Linked DNA regions of Mus musculus: region 2 is linked to region 1. The links are chromatin contacts, called in public HiChIP or PLAC-seq maps. All regions are on one chromosome and are shown on one strand. The core of a region is the stretch at or near the end of the contact, and the rest is flanking DNA. Distances in the headings are between cores, read along the strand shown.

What was found. HiChIP or PLAC-seq counts read pairs in DNA pulled down with a chosen protein or histone mark.
Region 2: a contact with region 1 is called in an H3K4me3 HiChIP or PLAC-seq map of bone marrow-derived macrophages, with 2.9 times the contacts expected there. The contact joins the enhancer-like site here to the promoter of Lrrc1 in region 1. A contact is called at or near these places in 1 of 39 promoter capture datasets (hippocampal neurons), 9 of 484 Hi-C or Micro-C datasets (the 63-12 cell line, B cells, the Ba/F3 cell line and 5 more), 5 of 115 datasets of contacts at active chromatin or transcription factors (bone marrow-derived macrophages, embryonic stem cells, epiblast stem cells and 1 more) and 1 of 9 other capture datasets (liver).

Annotation. Positions count from the first base shown.
Region 1 is chr9:77,542,014-77,548,054 of GRCm38.p6, reverse strand. Lrrc1 (leucine rich repeat containing 1) reads left to right here and starts at 3,203. Exons shown (of 14, transcript NM_001146048.1): 1 at 3,203-3,590. The coding sequence starts at 3,432.
Region 2 is chr9:77,733,829-77,740,386 of GRCm38.p6, reverse strand. No RefSeq gene overlaps it. Among named protein-coding and RNA genes, the nearest start is that of Gclc, 17 kb to the left of the region's middle. Within about 2 kb of position 3,161, at least 52 of the 459 cell types and tissues checked have an H3K27ac peak or open chromatin away from gene starts, as enhancers often do. A contact at or near this core is called in the 63-12 cell line and bone marrow-derived macrophages, where this site is marked.

The sequences.
Region 1 (6,041 bases), core at 1,954-4,453:
TCTCTCGAGCCATTTGCCATCCCAGACCCTCATCCATTTCCACACACAGCCACTGAGTTAGGCTGTTATCATTTTTTATTAGTTTTCAATTTTAAAAAATAATTTTATACATTATGTACTATCCTATGCACTTTTCTGTACATTGCTTCTTCTATGGATATGATCTTTTGAGATATATTTATTTGTTAACATGTTTACTAGTTTATTTTCTTCTATTGTTGAGTTCTATACCATTGTTTCTACAGGCTACACTTTTAATCTGTTGGTGAATATTTAGTTGTTTCAAAGTTTTGACTAATATTAACCAAATTATGATGGATATTGATAAATAACTTACATCATGGATGGATCATTACAGCAGACACAAAGAATCTTCAAATTGTTTTAAATACTGCTTTCAACAGTTTACTTTCTTGCCAGCAGTGCTTGAGTGCTTGTTGCACTGTATCTTCACTAACACTTAGGATCCTGAGTGGTTTGTTTTGGTTTGTTGGTTTGTTTTACACTCCAGTGGCTAGATAGTGGTTTCTTGTGCTCATTTTAAAATTTACATGTCTGCACTTCTGAATTCCCAGTCATTTCCAGCTTACTGGATGCCACTTTGGATTTGTAGTTTAAAAATGTAATGTTTATACCATTCTACAAATAAAAGTCAGGAAATAAAATAACAAACCATTAATTGCACGTTTTTCATTCTCTCAGGGGAAGGGGTATGTTTTCTTTGTTGCATTTCTGTATCTAGCATGTGTCTGGTGAATCATGTCTACATTTATTATCTGCTGTTATGTAGCAAACACTCCTGAATTATGTGCCCCCAGTGGGGAGTTGGTTCTGAGTTATATAAGAAAGCATGCTCACTAAAGCACAGAAAGAAAGTCAATAAGCAAGACTCCCCCGCCTCCCCCATCATCTCTTCTTCAGTTCCTACTTTGAGTTCCTGCCCTCGCTTACCCCAAGGGTAAGATTGTGATCCTGACATTCAAGCCAAATAATCCCTCATCTCCCAGTGGAGGTTAGTTGTTAACTTGACACAGGGTAGGGTCAATTAGGAGGAGTGAATCTCAATTGAGAAGATGTCTCCATCAGATGGACATACAGGCAAGTGTGTAAAGCAATTTCTTGATTAAAGATTAATTGGAAGGGCACAGCTCACTGTGGTTGGTACCTCCCATAGACTAGTCCTAGGTGCTATAAAGAAGTTGAACGAGCCAGTAAACAGTATTCCTCTATGACCTTTGCTTCAGTTCTTGCCTCCAGGTTCCCATCCTGCTTGAATTCCTGCTTTGGCTTCCCTGAAGGATGGTCTGTGATCTGGAAATGTACGCCAAACAAATCCTTTCCTCTCCAGGATGCTTTTTGTCATGGTATTTATCCCACCAGTAGGAAACTAACTAGAACACAGAGTAGCCGGGATTCAAATCTGATAGTTAAGTCATGTGGATTTCGGTAGTTTTCAGGATCTGCAAAGCAGGTAAGCTGTTCAGAAACCACAATGTTTTTAGACATAAGAAGAAACACGATCACAACACAGAGAAGAATAAGGAATGCTTATTCAGGTTGGAATCCTTAAAAGACCAGACATATGTTAAAAACATACTAATCATTTATTAAAACAACCTAGTGTATTTCTGAAAAACAAAACAAAACAAAATACAACAACATTAAACTGAGTAGCTCAGCTTTCTATAACTTAAAAAAAAAAAAACCAGCTGGAAAACCCACAAAGTTAGTGACGTATCTTCTTGGATGTCTCAATCAGGAATCAGAGTTTTTCATGGGAGGTGGCAGGACATGGGCTTTATACACACTTCTGGAATGCAAGAATGAAGGAGGAGTGGAGGCTCAAAGTCCGCCTCAAGAATGCAGGCACCAAGTCAGGTTAAAAAGTGAAGTCAGCATAGTGGCAGGAATTAGGTACTGGCTGTAACCATCAAGTCTAGGTGATAATCCTGAGGTAAAAACAGGTCAAATTTCCTCCTTCATCAATCAAGACAAGAGATCCTCCTGATAGAGACGAAACCTTTATGTATCTCTCCCCCTCTCCCCCTGGGCAAGTGCCCTGTGCAGTTAAAAATACTGAAGAGACAATGAAAAAAAGTTTCAGAGCAAACTCTGCCTTGGTTACTAAGCAAGCTCAATTTTCAATCTTCTGCATATTGTGATGTTGGTGACTCCAGATTTGAGCTGAGGGAGCATAAGGCTTCCTTTGCTGGGTGGGGAGTCAGAGAAGACTCTTAAAACAGTCTATTAGCTATTGTATTTGGCCTAAAACGGAGTCATCAACTGTTCATGTGGAGTGAGTTTGGTTAGTTTGTATCGTTGACTCTGAAAACAGAAGAAAAGGGGTTCAAATGTCTGGCTGTGGTAACGGGAACCTCTGAGGAGCAAAGGAAGAAATTTGGGGCTCCCCGCCCCAAACTACAGCGTGGGTTGCAATCTCCCCTTTGTAAGACGCAGGGTGCTGTTGAAGAAATACAGGAGCCAGCTATTGGAGGTTCATCTGCCTTCCTGCACCAGTGCTTTCTGTACCTCAGCCCAGGTTAGCCCCCAAAGCACATCTGGCTAAGGTGGAGCTAATGCTGAAGCGCACCTTTGCCATCTCCTTTCTTCTCGGAGCATCTTTTAGAAGATTTTTGAAGACGGACATCCATGCTTTTGTTGGCACCAGGAAGTTGGTGACACGTACATCTCAGATAAGTCCTGCTCACCAAAGATGCTCTCAGGTCGTAGGGCCTGCCAGCGAGTGTGCGCAGACACAGGGCACAAACGGGGGTTAGGAGGAGGGGGTGTCGGAAAGCCAGAACCGACTCCTTCATTACCCCGCGCTCAAGGTACTCGGCGGGGCGGTACTTCCTGACCCCGGAAGAGAAAGTTGTTTTGGGGAAGGGGAGCAAGAAAAAAAAAAGCACGGTGAGTAAAATGAAAACTCCGAAGTTGTTCTGCTCCTTCTGGCCTTCGGTCCCTGCCCTCCTTAGGAGCTTTTTGGGGCGCGGCTCCCTCCAGAATCGCACACTGTGCGACTCCCCGCGGAGGAGAGGACCGCAGGAGCACCGTCTCCCGACCCTCCCGGGAGCCGGGTCTCCAGGAAAACCCGGAGCGGAGCATCCCCGGCCGGGACACGCCCTCTGCGTGCCGCCGAGTGCGCATGCCCAGTGCGCGGCGGCCGCGAGTAGGAAGCGGAGCGCGGCGGAGGGGGCGGTGGGAGGGGACGCTCGCGACTGTGGCGAAGGCGCGGGACGCGGCGAGGGTTCCCGCGGCTTCCTCAGAACGTTCGGGACGGTGGAGTCCTTGCGAGGCGCGAGCGAGCTTGGAGCCAGCAACGAGCTTGGAGCGGGCGGCGGGCGGGGAGCAGCGGGGCGGCCGGGCGGAGCGGGCTCCGAGCCCCGGGCTCCGCGGCTCGGCGGGACACGGCTCTGGTGGTGGAGGCGGCGATGTTCCACTGCATTCCCCTGTGGCGGTGCAACCGTCATGTGGAGGCCATCGACAAGCGCCACTGCTCGCTGGTCTACGTCCCCGAGGAGATCTACCGCTATGCCCGCAGCCTGGAGGAGCTGCTGCTGGACGCCAACCAGCTCCGGGAGCTCCCCGAGGTGAGTGCCCGCCTCACCTGGCGCGGTGGCCGGGTCCGTGCGCTCCTCCGCTGACTGCTTCGCTCTGGGAGACTCTGGCCAGCGGGGTCCCACTACTGCCCTCAGCCCTCCCTGTGCCCCCCTCCCCTGCTTCCCGATTAAACCCATCCTCCAATAAAAGTTGTTTTTCATTTATACCGAAAGACTTGGTATTTAACAAGTAGTTACATGGCTAGTGGAGAAACGTTCTGGTCCACTAAGTGGCTTAGATCCACGTCTGGGAACTAATGCCGGTTAGGTGAGAAGCCAGGTAGCTCACACTGTTCCCAGCTGGGGGCGACCATGCGCCCCATCACGCCCCGGGGCGATCGGCTAGCAGCCAATTCTCCAGCTAGTGGCTTGGAGCTCCTCATTTTGGGCTAACGCAGGTCCCAGAGGATGTGGGGACCCAGCAGCGCGAAAGTAAGCTTTAGTATATCTTGGCATCTGTAAGGAATGTGCTCCGGGCCTTATCTCTGTGGGCTATGCCCTGGAGAGATGGCGCTTGGTCCGCTTCGGTAGCCCCGTGGCCGCATTGGGGTGCTGGGCAGGAGGAGAACTGCTGCAGGTGCCCAGGTTCCCGCCGCTGGTGCACTGCGTGCGTGGACCTGTTGCGTGGTTGGAACTGCGATGAACGTGTGTAGTGGCTCCCGCTGCGAGTCAGCCCTGCTTGCTGCCTTTCCGCCACCACAGAGCTTGCTTGGGTCTGTCCTATCACTAATGCCATATCTTTTCAGAGTTGTTTATGAAAATTAATCATCTGCCGCACCGAACTTGGCCTGTGACAGATACTGATTGTGCTTCTAGGCCCTGCTGGGGTTAGACGCTGAACTTTTAACCCTTGAATTTGCCTCGGGATTCTAGCTTTAACTGTTAAGGAGGACGCATCCTTTACCCAGGTGTAAGGAGGAAGTAAGCCAGTGGCAATCCAGAGGTGCAGGAAATGGAAGTCCGCTGGGAGGCCCGGAGAGAGCCTAAAGGCCCGAGCCTCGGAATGCAAGTACCTTGTTTGTCCTTTGTTACCGCTGATGATGTCCTGCCATTTTCAAAGAAACTCTGATCAGATGTCTGGTTTGTTGGAACACGGACTGATAACGATCGCCAGTGCTGACAGAGTTTAGAAAATCACAAGTGTGTTTCTCTCAACATCTCGAGTGAAGTTCGTCTTGAATTAACTTTTCTTGGTTCCCATGGCCTCCTCTGTGTAATCACAAAGATTACCCTCACTCGGATCTCTGCAGAGCACCCCTCCCAGCCCTTAATTTAATTCAGTAGGAAAACCACCCAGATCCCTCAGGCATGTATTATTTTGCAGGCATTTTCAAACACATGATCTGGTTTTTAAGCTTCGCTGTGTTTTACTTAAGTGGGAAGCTCATTGCTTTAAGTTGTATAATTTTTGAAATGTAGCAAATGTTGCCTAATGCTTTGCAAGGGATTTGAAATAAAGTTACTAAAAGACTTAGTAAAAAGCTCTTGACTATAAACTTTGCAGTGCTTTCTGTAGACTTTGTGTTTATTGTGGAATTGGACGATTTCTTTGGGTTGGATTGGCTTTTCACTCCTTTTTGGAGTTTGTTAGATTTCCTCTAATGCTGGAGTTTTTGTTTTTTTTTTGCTTGGCGTAGAGACTCAGAGTTTTGGAAGTGTCAGGTATTTCTGCAGATGGTACATGATAACTCAGAGACTCAAAATTAGGTCTGATGGCATTCTGTAAATACTCTAAATAAACATTTCGAAACCAATGGGTGATGGCCTTCCTTATTGCTAAGTATTGCTCTAATAGCCTTAAATCAAGGTCCTGTAAAATGGATTCCTCTCTGTCTCATCTCACCCAGACTGTTGGGTTTGTACATGCCAGACAGGAACAGCAGCTACCTTGAAAGTCTGTCTGTTTCCTCAGCCTTTCCTTGGGCTAGCCATTGTTCATGTTGGAGAACTCGTAACTCATGGCTATCGCTCCCTGGTGCGTCTGGCTTCTAACTCCAAGCGCCTGTCTGCTCACCACCATCTCACCCCTCTTGCTGGAAGGCTTCAAAGGTTCTTGGTGTGCTGGCGATGACCGCTGTCTGGTTCATTGCCTGTAATTTGGGAGCACATCCGAAAGGTAGGTATACACTCTACCTGGGCAACAGGCTTTGGGATAATGATAGATACCTACACTCCACTGAAGGGTCTGCCACCTCTCATTTGCTCCAGCATTTTCATTTACAAATTGAGACACAGAATTGCAGTGATTTTTCCTCAGGGCTCTGCACTTTGTTAGATGCAGTGTTTGGCTACCTCCATGTATTGAAGTGTCAGACAACTGCAGTCACACTGAACACATAGGATGAGTCTGGCCTGTCTGCTTCTCACACCCATGAAACCTGAGCTGTTTAGTCCCTCCTTTTTTTGAGTCATGTGACTTAAACTTGGCCTTGTTAAACATTT
Region 2 (6,558 bases), core at 1,912-4,411, 190 kb before region 1:
GAAGAGCAAACTCCTGAGCAAGCGAGAATATCTAAGGTGCCAGTTAGCACGGCTTTCACTAGGGAGCTAGAAGATGCCCTTGCCCAAAGTAGTTGAGCTTTGGGGAAAATTAAGGGAGGTTCCTGGTAAACAGCTCCCCTCAGGCCTTGGTTTACCCAACGATCCTTCTGTTTACCCACGGCATCAAATATTCAACAAAACAAAACAAAACAACCAAAACCAAACAAACCAAAAAACCCCCCCAAACCCTACACATCTCATTAGTTCTCTAATTTTCTTTTGTTTTTAATGTGTGGTAAATTATATGTATACTAAAGAATTTTTAAAAATAAGCTACTCTGTGATTTATTACCAGAGAATGTTTTCTTGGCATACCTGTTTTATTTAGCTACGTACTTGCTTGGGGCTGTATAAACTTTTCTCAGGTGAAAGGAGTTGCATGTGGAAGTATATTAGGAAGCTTTGACTTAAAGAAATCCATGTAATTCTTGTCTTATCTTCAATTTGGGACTATAGTCTTAAAGTGTCAATAGGATACTTTAATTCAAGTCAGCTTGGTCATTAGCCTCGGTCACCATCCAAACGGAAGGTAGCGTGCTTCCTGTCTTACTCTTCATCTTTCTCTTAGTTTTCTCTTTTGTTCCACCTCACTGTCTTTTTCCCCTCTTTCTAATTTCTCTCACAGCCTCTAGAATCACTCCAAAATTCTTTGCCGAGAATCTATTAATGGTCTCTTCTCATACTTGAATCCGTTGTCGAGAGTTTCCTCATCTTTTCCCAAAGCTTGTCTTGTCCCTGAACTCTGAGTCTCCCTTTCAGGTCCAGGCCTCTCATGGTCTGCGCTCCCTGATGCTGGGATCTGTGGTCAGTTTAAAGTCTCCTGCTGCAGCTTGAAGATGTTTATTTCAACCTATATGTAAATCGTTTATTCCGTTTTAGATTGATGCTGCCTGGCTCACTATCATCTGTCATTATAGTAGGAGACCTCTTCATACACATACATGAATGTCTAGCTCCTGACATGGTTTACTCTTTGGTTTTATTGTCTCTCTGAGCTTGTTCTTCATCTTGCCTCCAAACCTAATCAATTGGTATGCTCTTGAGCCTCTCCCATCATGCCAAGCGCTAGGTCCACTGACTCCAAGTACGCTAGCTTACATTCAGCTCCCTAAACCAGCCACAAGAGACTCATCCAGAATTTAATTCTCAGAGGATACCACTAGTTTGGATATAAGCTGGGGATTTTACTGACCAAGAAGTAAGTAAATACCATGTATAATTTAAAAATCCAATTTGCTGTGAAATTAGAGAGCCATATATCATAGTAACATATCCAGTATATGACATAATAGAACTCCAAAGGTCAATTTCAATGAATCCAAACCTTGCTCCTTTTGTGGGGGAAAACTTTTTGCCACAGTAGGAGTGAATCTCTGTGTTTTCTACAGAATATTTCAAACACCAAAGAATACAGATTTTAGTCAGCCATGGAAGCTTCTTTCAAATAGAAGGCATCCTGGGACACGCACACATGAAATCTTAACAAATTTAGAAAAGTTGAAATAACTCGGTGTATCCTTTCTGACCATAATAAATCAACATCAAACAAATCTCCAATAAGTACAAAAACTCAAGGAGGTTAACCAAATCATTTGCATTTTCTTTAAGATAAATCCACTCTTTGCTTCGATAATGTTCCCTGAACAAAGGGACAAATATCCTGTCTATTCTTCTTTGTTGAACATTATTGAATAATTTTCTTCATCAAGCCCATAGCATATATGAACAGAGAAATGGGTAGACCTCTGTTCCTATGAGATTTGATTTTAGAGTTGAAATTTAACAAACCACTTTGGTAAGAATGAAAAATGTAACTACTTCCTGTACCTCAAGGATCAGAGGTAGTTTGTGGCTTCCTCCACTGGACAACTGGAAAGAAGGATCCTAGGAGAGGCGTTGAAGCTTGGTGAAGGGATGAAAAGTGGTGGGCAGAGCTGCAGGGTTGGATGAGGTGGACAGAGCTGAGGAGATGGCTGTGGTGGGAAGACAGCTCTGGTAGGAAGAGCTGCGGGGATGGGTGTGACTGGAGAGAGAAAATTATTTCCAGGGGGAGAATTGTGCTTAGAAAGACTGGATGAAGGAGAATGGTAAGACTGAAACAGTAAGCAATTCAAACCAGAGACCATGTAAGCATGCAAGTCGCATCTGGGATGAGGGTGGCGATCTGCTTGTGTCATTGAGTGGCACAGCTAACATTTGCTGAGTGGTGCACAAGTGAACGGGAAGAAGTCAGTGTGTCAAACGTGTCAGGACATTTGAAAGACCTTGGGGCTAAATAAAATCAGGGTATCTGATGTGTGATCCCAAGGGAGTAGAGACCCATGGGTTGAGAACCGCTGCTCTAAGAGAGAAGCCACTGGGCCTGTCTGTAAGAGATATTCTCCATCAGGTGATTTGTAGAGGGAAGACCCATCCTAAACACACGCAGTACTTCCCCATGGCAGCCAGATAAAGGAAGGCACTTCTCTTTCCCCCTGCTTGTTTCTCCATGTCATTGGTGAGTTCTACTCTCTTGCAGACACTACTTGCTACATTCTTTCACTGATAGCAGAACCCAGCATCTTCAGGCTTCAGTATCAACTGAAGACCAGTGGCTCTGAAGGAGTCCTACATGCCTTCAGGGCTGGGTTCTAATGATGCAGGCTCAGGAAATGCATGGCAGTGGGATTCTCAGCTTTTCCAGACATTAGTAGACTGCTCGGACTGTGTCACAGAAGCCGCCGTAAGAAATCTATTTTTATTTGGTATTCACTCTGTCAGTTCACTCCCTCTAGAGAAGCCTGACACATCCACCAACAGCCCGTTCCTTCTGGTTCCTCTTTTACTGTCTCCATTCAAGAGAAGACAGGAAAGGGGTAGAAGCTGAGGTCAGCATGGAGGTGAACTCTGAGGGTGTGAGCCAGAAGACTGTCTGATGTTTATATGTGGGCTTCTACTTTTAGAAGTCTGGTCAGGGATGCTCTCTTGAGTGGGCTAGGACTACCTGACCAGGATGAGAGAAAAGAGTGGAATTTGAATCTAGGAAATTTTAGAAAGGCTATAATGGAAAGCAGAATTTAAAAAAAATTTTTTTTAAATTGTTGTGTATGAATGTTTTGCCTGACTGCTGGCATGCCCATGCACATGTATGTGCCTGGTGCCCACGGGATCAAAAGAGAGCTTCAGACACCTTGGAACTAAAAGCTACTATGTGAGTACTAGGCATTGAATCTGTTTCCTGTGAGAGAGCAGTCAATGCTCTTAACCATCAAGCTATGAAAGCCAAAATGTTTTAAAATCAATTTATTATTATTTTATAATAATAATAATAATTTTTGTTTGGAGTTTCTCTATGTAGCCCTGGCTATCCTGGAACTCACGCTGTAGAACAGATCAGCCTAAAACTCAGAGAGCCACCTGCCTCTGCCTTCCAAATGCTGGCATTAAAGGTGTGTGCAACCATGCCAAGCTGAAAGCCAGAAACTGGCTATGAGCAAAAGGAAGGGAACATGAGTTTTAATTCAACAAGCTACTTTTTAGGTCCCTAGTCAAGTTCTTCACTCACTGAAGATTCGCCTTTCCTTTCCAGGTTCCTTCCCCACCAGATAGAAGCAACAGAAAGAGGGTAGGGGGGCTGATTTCTATCTTGAGAGGGACACTTATGGAGGTTCAAATAGGAATAGTTCCATAGATCCATGTGTTTGAATGCTTGGCCATAGGAAGTACAACCTTGTTGGAGTAGGTGTTGCTTTGTTGGAGGAAGTGCGTCACTGTGTGGGGCGGGCTTTGAGGTCTTATATATGCTCAAACTCTGACCAGTTGTAGCACAGTCTCCTGCCAACGGCAGATCAAGATGAAGGACTCTCAGCTTTTCCAGCACTGTGTCTAACTGCATGCCGCCGTGCTTCTCACCATGGTGATAATATTCTAAACCTTAGTAACTGTAAGCCAGCCCCACTTAAATGTCTTCCTTTAGAAGAGTGGTCATGGTTGTCTCTTCACTGCAATAGAAACCCTAACTAAAATAGCACTGTTTGGTTTTGGACTCCGGGACAAGGGACTGGGGTGCATATTTTACACACCAAAGCAGACCTGGCCTCAAGGTTCTCCCAGCATCCCTCAGTTCCTACCTGGCATACCCTCACCCAACCCTGAACTCCGAAGACCAGAGGCTGGGCTACCCTTCTAGGAGAGGCTCTCTCTAATCCAGACATTTCTCTCTGTCTCTCTCTCTCTCTCTCCCCCTCTCTCTCTCTCTCTCTCTCCCTCTCCCTTTCCTCTCCTCTCCTCCTATCGCTCTCTGCGTGTGCATGCCCCTTTCTCTCTTACTCTCCCGTCCCCTTTCTCGACAGTGACTTCACTGGCCTTGGTCCTTGGGGCCAGTGAACTTGTCTGCCCAAGAGCAGCTTCCCAATAAACCCGCCTTTAATATAGTCTAATCTGGCTTAAATTGGCTCATTTTGTACCTATCAAGCACTTCTTGTTTTGTTGTGGTGGACATTCCCTGTCCCCAGAACTAATGAAAACCCCAAACCAAAAATAAATCAGCTGTGCAGAGAATTGAGAGCCCCAAAGCAACACCAAGGCAACCAGTTAACTTCTTACAGGGACCAAGGTGAGAAACCTGGCCTAGAAAGTACCTTAACGGATGGAAATTTTCCGAGGATGTGACTGAGATGTCAATCATATGATTACTCCCAAAATGGGAAACGAAGGGTACAGGGGAATACCAGAAACCGCCAATGCTGGGAAGTGAGAAAGCTAGCAGACAGGGAAAGAGACATGAAGACTCTTCTCCTATGGTCCCTTGATAGCCATGACAACAAATGAGCGTCTGGGAAGATGACTCCCGAAACAAGAGAAAAAACAGGAGCACTGATGTCTTGGTGCTGATTTGGTGGTGAGACCATCCTAGAGACTGTGGGAGAGTGAGTGAGATGTGTATTTAGATGTGAGTGGGATGTGGACTCCCATCCTGTGGCTCCAGCCTACCACAGAGGGCCTGGCTGGAGATGAAGTGGTTCTGATCTGGGAATACCTTCAAATGACTTAGGTGGTCTTTTAGACTCTTCTAGGAGCAACCCAGTCAAGGATTTGTAACAGTTTACCAGTAGCCAAGAAGTGCAGCTATGATGATTTCCAAAGGCTTTTCAGATGTGCCGTGGTGGGGAAAAGTGTCTCATCAAGACATCACGAATACAAGATAGGAATAGAAAACCAGGCTCCCTCTTCTGATAATAGGAAGGAGAAAAGATCTTAGACGAGTAACAGTAAAACACCCCCACATAGCCCTCTTAGGGTACATACTCCAGTGTTAAGGAGATAAGTCCTAAACAAAAGGGAAAAAAGAAACAGGAGAGGAACACTGGGCCAATCTGTCATAGAATATGTTGATGATAAAAGCCACCGGAGTCAACTGGAGAAAGGGGCCTGTGACCCTCTTTTCTCTGAAACAACAGCAGAAAAGGATGGTCCGCCTTCTAAATGGCTCCTCTTAGTCACCTTCCTCCTTTTGTGCCAAGAGCCCCAGTGCCAGTGCCTGAACCACCAGCTCCATTTGTTCTTTATTCTTTATTTGCCAGATTAGGAAGACAAAATAAAACTAAACTAAACCCTTAAGCAAGGTCAGAAGGCTATCCAAAACCTTCGCTTCTCAACAGAAGAACTCCCCTCAAAAGAGGTTCCCATTTAGGGAACTTCTCTTACATGGGAGAGAAAGAGAGGATCTGTGAGCACTCTTCATCAGTTCAGAGGTCCTAACTCTAAAGAGGCCACTGAGGTCCCTGATAGAAGAACCATGGTGGTGAGTGGCTAGTTATTTGGATGGATTCTTTGGGTCTCAATCAATTCCTGGCCTAAGCTGATGTCGTTACTGAGCCTTTGTTTCCTCTGATGGAGAAACTGAGATGTAAGAAGGGCCACCAAAGCTAGTTGGGAAAAAAATACATCTACCTGGATAGGTGACAGAGTTTAAAAACCAAACACTTCCCCAGCCACCAACTTCACGGGGCAATAAGAACAAGATGCATGAAGGCCACATGTGGCTTCCTGGAACCCTGATCATAAGCAGGTTAGAAAATCAGCAGCTCAGGCTGAGAATATTAAAACCAAAAAAACCCAAAAAACAACAAACAAACAAACAAACAAACAAACAAACAAAAAGCTTTAATGTACAGCAGGAAAAGGAAGTTACAGAAGACTGAATGTAGGCAGGATGGAAAGAAGATTGAACAGTATTGTTTTTTTTTTTTAACAAAATATCAAACCTTTGATTTTTACCAATAAAGACTTGGGGACCAGATGCTGAGGTGAAAGTCTGCTGGCTCAGTGACACAGAGAAAGCGTCCAGCTGACCTTCCTCCTCAGCTGATGTCCCAAAAGAAAAGGGAAGCTCTCCTTCTCCATGTGGTCTCCAAAATCCCTCCAACTAAATGTCCCTCCCTTCTATTTCCTGTGTGTATCTCTCTTTAGCCTCCTGACTCCTCCTTACTCTGGTTTTCTTTACCCCTCTGTGTTCAC